Regions from separate parts of the Drosophila melanogaster genome. Here region 1 is linked to region 2. A link is a contact called in public Hi-C data. All regions are on one chromosome and are shown on one strand. The core of a region is the stretch at or near the end of the contact, and the rest is flanking DNA. Distances in the headings are between cores, read along the strand shown.

The links. Hi-C and Micro-C count contacts between places; a contact is called where the count stands out from the background.
Region 1: a Hi-C map of the OSC cell line shows a contact between it and region 2, with 5 times the contacts expected there. A contact is called at or near these places in 19 of 107 Hi-C or Micro-C datasets (the Clone 8 cell line, the Kc167 cell line, the ML-DmBG3-c2 cell line and 9 more) and 3 of 7 datasets of targeted methods (the Kc167 cell line and the S2 cell line).

What each region holds. Positions count from the first base shown.
Region 1 is chr3R:3,845,105-3,848,754 of dm6, forward strand. It overlaps CG41099, which reads left to right and starts at 1,625. Exons shown (of 7, transcript NM_001110981.2): 1 at 1,625-1,790. The coding sequence starts at 1,787.
Region 2 is chr3R:3,621,612-3,625,237 of dm6, forward strand. It overlaps Alg-2 (Apoptosis-linked gene-2), which reads left to right and starts at 1,532. Exons shown (of 3, transcript NM_001110989.3): 1 at 1,532-1,664; 2 at 1,719-2,094. The coding sequence starts at 1,606.

The DNA of each region.
Region 1 (3,650 bases), core at 375-2,874, 220 kb after region 2:
TAACATTTGGTAGTGTATCTCTTATTAGCATGAACAGATAACAATAGAGGGGATACCCGACTTGGACGACTGGACCAAGTAAGGTTAAGTGAAATATGAATTTTTCTAGTACAACATACAAATCAAATCTTTAAAAGCGACTAAAACTATTATGTTAGATCACTCTGAAAGCTCCGGATTGACAAACTACAGGAAGCTTGTGCTTAGCTTTGGGATTCTAATTTAGGGTCATATTAAATGCAGTGAATAACAAGACGAGGTGCAACTCTTTATCAGCTGCACCCGGAAAGTTTTGGGATAATTATAAATAGAGCGACTCTCAGCTGAACGTGATTTCCTCTGATGGCCTAGACCCGGCTAGAGTTTCCGTTTTATTTCTTTTCTAATCAAATCGTCGTGGAGTCAAGTTGTGAAAAGTTCGTTTTCTTGTAAAATGAGAATATGAAGTTATTTTTAAATTAAATTTTATAAGGCTTTACAACAAGTTATAAAAATATGTACCCAAGAAGAAGCAATAGTTTACATCACTTTTGTGTTTTTATTTAATTTTATATAAATTGAATTTTTTTAATTATTAAATATTTTTTATAAGCTAACCTAATCTAATATTTTTTCCAAGATGGATACATTTTCAGAGAGTGCGCGTCTAAATTTTCGCGTTAAATTTGAAATAAAAAGTCTGTTTAAAGTCGTTTGATTCGAAATTGGAGTAAGAGTATCTGTGTGTTCGTACATTTTCAAAGTATTCGTGTAAAATGCCACGCTTTTATTTCAGCTCATATGCGCCGGGAAATCGATCGTTTGCCGAGGATTAAAAATTTGAGTGAATTTTATTAACATATAAGATGTAAATTGGATATAACACACACAACACACTGAGGGAAATTACGAAGAGAAGTTAAGCAAAAAAAATTTATTTTCCAATTATACACCGGGGAATATCATGGAAGCTTAATAAACAAAAGTAAATTACAATTTTTTTATGTTGAATATATAATGAACATATATGTATAATGAACAACGATGTATGTATATAAGAAACTTGTGTACTCAAACACTCAAGTTGCCTGCGAGCAACGGTTAATTCCTTTTTGAGTGTTTTCGCTACTAATCGGCGATCACTCTTTGCCTGTGTGCAGCAAGTATACATAATTTGAATTCAGTTACAGTTACAGTTAAACACGTTTAATATTTTAAATTTATTTTAGAACTTGGGTTTCCATATGATTTAAAAAATTCTAATGAACAATTTATTGGACTTAAATAACATTGCGGAAGTTAACAATAAAATATTAAGTAAAATCTAACCGAATTTACTCGAGACCGACTGTCTTACGTTTTTATATTTTTTTGATGAAGGATACTGATTTGAAAAAATAATAATTTATGAAACAAGAATATAGTGAAAAAGAACAACACTGAAAAAAACTGAAATATGGGAAATATGCCGGATTTTAAAGCGTGCACCCGCCAATACAGGTGCGCTTGCCTTCCATCATCAATCTATTTCGTTAAACGTTACATATCTTAGATTTCGAGGACGGTAGTACGTTCAAAAAAAAAAATGATTTGTGTCAGAACGCTTTGGACTGGATAAATTCATAGTATGGACAGGGCTGATACTAACAGTTGTAATTATCGGGTCTTATAACAGTGAGCTATACCACACTACATTCGGAACCAACTCAAGACCGAACATACAGCTGCGATTAAATCAATACTAAGAGCAGCGGGTGCATTTCGTGAAGAAACTCGTATTTTATAATAATTTGTGCCCACATATCTGATGGGTATGTTATGAAAACAGGTATCTGTTCGGCCACAATTGTTGCGAAAATACATATGTACATATATTTTTATTTGCCTTCCATCCTAGACAGCATATGCATTCACATACGAGCGATGTATTTGGGAGAAGCGTGTCCTTTAATCTTTAAATAAAAACTAATAATTCAGTACGACTCTTTGCCTACCAATTATATGATTCATTTTCATAATGTCCGCTCATCCCTGAGCGGATAATGAGTTTGGATGAGCCGAAGTCAGCTAAATGGCCGACGCTCACCGATTTTTTCTCGCATGATCTCTACGTAAATTTATTGCCGAAAAGATAATAAACTGCAGGCCTTGTTGTTGAGATATGGTCTCATATATTGACCATGGTCTATTATATGTCCGTATTTCACGTGTTCAACTGTGTAGGTGCCTTTTTAAGAGCCAAATGAAATGCTCATCGATTACAATAGAAAGTTTGTCATAGAAATAGTTACTACTTTATCTGGAAGCTTACAAAAAGTGCACACTTTCATCTCACCTTGTTTAAAGGTTTTTGGTTTGATATTAGAAGTTATAATAATGACATCGTTAGTATAAACATTGGTGCACGTCAAAATATTTTTGGCAAATGGAGGTGGATGCCACATGGATGTTAGATAGTGCGAAGACTTAGTTGTCGTTTAAGCATACTCCCTATACATATTAGAGTTTAAATGGAACTAAAATACCTTTTTGAAAGCGTAATCCATTCACTTATCAATTAAAAAGGCCTACAATTTCTACCTTCATACCTTTTTTGACGGACATGGAGACTCTAATCTACTCTAACTAACTAATTCCCAGAAATGCTTCAGTAAGCAATCCCTTCTTCTAGATGTATTCTTCCCAGTCTTCTAGATGTATTCCATATATTATCTATGTAGATATAATATTTCTTTCAAAGAAAGGGAAGTGTTCCCAAAAAATATAACAAAATCCCGGTTTAATAAATATTTCATTTTTTTTATTTAATCACAAGTGTACAAATTTCAGTATCAGTAGCCGTGTTAATATATTACCAGGGTATACCAGGGTATAAATAAACATCTGCATGACAATGATAATTAATAATAACAACATAAAAATATAAATATAAAAATACATAATAAATATAAGCATCTATTTACATATGTACCTGTTTAATGCTGTTAAGCTAAAATAATGGAGAAAATGAAAATATAATTGAAAATAAACGAAACGAAAAGAAAAACGCGTAATACAATTCATATTTAATTATGTGCTACTTGCAAAATACAAACCTTAAATCAGTCGAAAAATTTCTAAGAACACACTGACGATTTTGACGATTAAAAATTGAAAAAGCAACTGAACTGAACGCAATAAAACAACAGAAATACTTAACGCTTTTATGTCGTAATTTGCTTTTCGTAAGTACAATTTGTACTGACGACGATCTTGACGACTCAAAATTTAAAATGCAACTAAACAGAAACGTAATAAACCAACCGCAACCCTTCGCCCTTCTCTACATACTTCTATCCTTTTTATCATATGCTTTTCTTAAGTACCGTTTGTTTAAATTCTATTTGTCAAAGACAAATTATTGTTGTAAATATTAACGTTTCTTAAAGCGACCTACCACAACTTTAATATTTGTTGGGGAACAACATTTTTTTCAAGTACCTAGGAAAATTGTGTGACAACCTTTTTTTGGTCTTGAGTGGACATATACAAAATGAAAAAAATAAAACATTTTTCAAAGGTCTGTGATTGGATTAGACACGTCCGTTCTGTCCGTCAAGCCTTATTGCACATTGTGAACATTAAAATGGCGAAAAAGCTTGAGAAAAATGAAAATAATATGAAACACATAT
Region 2 (3,626 bases), core at 282-2,781:
TGTTGTCGGCTTCGACGCTGCGATGAAGGTGGGGTACGAACTGAACCGCTTACAGAACAATGACCGCCGCTGCAGTGGTGCCAGCGAGCCAGATGCTGACGCTGCGATGGTGGTGGGGTAGGAACTGCCCCGCTTACCCCGAGAAGAAAGTGCTGCGTTTTAACTCCTCCCCCTTTAAGACCTGCGTCCCACAGGTTAAGTAGCCTTGGTCTGTCCGGAGGCAACGGGCGGATGCGAGATCACGGTGATATTGCCTGGTTTCCTCCACAGGAAACACAAGAGAGAAAAGGTGAGCAGAGCCAATTCTGCCTCCGTTAGGAATGACCTCGGCCATCTTTTCCAAGTTCTTTAAACTCACGTCATGTTCGTACTCCAGAGATAGCTGGTAATCGTTGGCTGTTACTTGTGTTAGGACGGCCGGCAATGCCATCCTGTAAATTTGTATCGATTTGCCAAAAAACTTTTTGCCACGCTCACTCTATCGCCCAAAAGTCGACCAGCCAGTCATGCCCACACTTTGGAACAATGTTATATCCCCGATGATAATGTTCCAATTGGCTCAATTACCTGACACGCTTCGTCTGCCTTAGTTTGGGTTTGACACAAACGTACAAAATTTTTATTCCTCCATTTAAAAAATTTTTTGAACTATGATTTTAAATTTCATTTTTTGCTTTACCAGTTTCTAATGAAATGGCAAAATAAATCGTCACCTAAAAATTTAATAAATAGTTTAATATATTAAAGCTTAACAAAGAAACAAATATTTTTAAATTTCTACAGCTCTCTCCCCCTAGATGAGTATCGGGTATCTGATACTCCAAAAATTCTACTCTGGTTTCGTGTTTTTATATAATATTATTCTAAATTCTTACTAAATAGTGTCACTGCAGGTGCACAAATTGTATTGGATTGGGCACTGGGCCATAATGATTATGCTTACATATGTAATTATTAATACGGCTATTTTAATCACTTAAAAAGAATAATTTTAAATTTTGTAAAAAAAAATTTTGTATGTGTTTTTGACTTTGATCAAAGAGTCAAAGAGAGTGTTTTCGTGCTGTAGCGAAATTGAAGCGAAAGTGTTTTCTGTAGCATTCTTAAAGGTCTACCTGTGGGTGGTTAATCTGCAGTTTAGTTGTGCCATATAAATAGCTGAAGGTTAGGGAAAAAAGTTTCGTTATATATGCGTTTAGGTGTTTTATTCTATATCTATATATTTACTCTCCTAAAACAGAAGAGGGATTTTCCGTTAGCTAATCCATTAGTCAATTTTAAAAATTGGTTACGGAAAAGCGATTTTTTAACAGACCTATTTCCTTTTAATTACATATCTTAAATCTTAAAACTATGTCAAAACTTGTTGAGCTAGCTTACTAATGGCGATATAAATAATCTATATCATATATTAGAATTAAATCTCTCAACTGTTGTCTGTGCGAATAGTCTATAATGAAACATTTAGGTCTGTTGGAATATGGTATAATTAAAATTGTCAAATTATTGCACATTGATATTAATCAAAAATTGTATGTCCTCAAATAAACGATAACAGTTTTATTCTGCAAAGTTTGCACTGTAACAAACCAATTGTATCCACCAATGGCCTACAATCATGATGGTATGCCAGACCAGCAATTTCTTTGGGATGTTTTTCAAAGGTAACAGTCACAGAATAAATACTTCTAACTAGCGATAAAGCGACTTTTTTTTAGAGTGGATAAAGATAGGAGTGGTCATATATCCGCAGATGAGCTACAAGTGGCCCTTTCGAATGGTACCTGGTCTGCATTTAATCCGGAGACTATCCGTTTGATGATTGGAATGTTTGATCGTGAAAATAAAGGGACTGTGTCCTTTAAAGATTTTGGAGCGTTGTGGAAGTATGTGACGGATTGGCAAAATTGTTTTCGATCCTTTGATCGTGACAATTCTGGAAATATTGACAAAACTGAGCTGAAAACAGCACTGACATCATTTGGTTATCGTTTATCTGACCACCTAATCGACGTCTTACTACGAAAATTTGACCGCTTTGGGCGTGGTACAATTCTTTTCGATGATTTTATTCAATGTTGTATTGTGCTGTATGTAAGTATGACTGTTATTGCAATATATGAGTACAAGGTAGCTGTTGGCTCTAGAGATTTTCGCTGTCTGGCTTATGAAAAAATTTTTGAGATAGCTTTGAAGCCAGCACGAAAAAATTGTATGGCGTTTCGGGTTTTTTCTAATGTCTTTGCAAACAAACGCTCACCACTTATAAATATGTCAGAACGCTATAGTCGAGTTCTTTACTACCAGTTACTCAGGTAGTGGGAGTGCACGGGAGGTATGCTAATCATCAGATACCCATTACTTCGATTGGGGGTGTGCAAGTTGGAGAAGTTGGAGATATTATAGCAATGCTTTTCCCATTGTTATGCTCGCTAAGGATGTGTAAAGTTTAGCTGAGAGTGCTTATGTCTATATTTCCTATTATTGATTATATTCATATATAAGTTGTTGTCGTTTCCCGTTGTTGGCGCATTTCCCTCTATGCCATCCTTTTTATACCTTTTACTCGTAAACGGGTAGTATACCCGTTCGTTCGTTGAGAAGTATGTAGTGGAAGCGGTTTCGACCCTATAAAGTGTGTATATCCCTGATCAGAAACACTAGTATAAACGTTGTGAACTAGTGATTCTAGCAATCCCACAAAGCGGCTAAAGCGTCCACAACTTTACTTATTTCTATCAATATCTAAATACACATCTTTTAAGCTATGATAGGCAAGGTAATTTACCATAGCATTCTAATTTGTTATACCCGTTACTCGTAGAGTAACTAGTGATTCTAGCAATGCTTACGCAGGGCATATTTTCTTTAGAACGTTTTAATCCCACAAATCAAAAGGTTATACTAGATTAAAAGTCTGTAACAGGCAAAAATAAGCATATATTCTTGATCAGGATCAACAGCCGAGTGTAAATCTATATGTCAGAATCTATTAAAGCTAGAAGGTTGAGATTAAGCATACAGATTCTAGAGACATAGACGCAGCTTCTCCCACGCCCACTTTAACGCCCTAAAGTCGTCGAACCGGTCACGCCCACACTTTGGAACAATTCTTAAATTTTTTCTCATTTTAATCCCCAATATCTATCGATATCCCAGAAGAATAAAAAAATTTCGCATTCGCATTCACACTAGCTGAGTAACGGGTATCTAATAGTCAGGGAACTTGTTTATAGCACTCTCTCTTTTTTTTCAGTTGTTTTTCCAATTTTATCGATATGGCGAAAACATTTTGCCCACGCCCACTCTGGACACCACCCAAATCTATCTCGGCCAGACCTTAGAACATTAAAATTATTTTTCCCCTCAATTTCTCTTGTTATTCCTTGAAAATGTTGAAAATTCTATGTCCCACGTGAACTAGCTGAACTAACGGGTATCTGATAGTCGTGAAACTCGACTATAGCCTTATCTCTTGATTTTTCTACATTATCAAAATGTTCGTCGTTTACATTTATGGCTAGACAATCATTTAATAAAATCTTCTAAACTGAGGGAGTGATTCGGAAAATTTTTGTATATCGCTAGATATTTAACATGAAAGCTAAAACATTTAAGTGTGATGG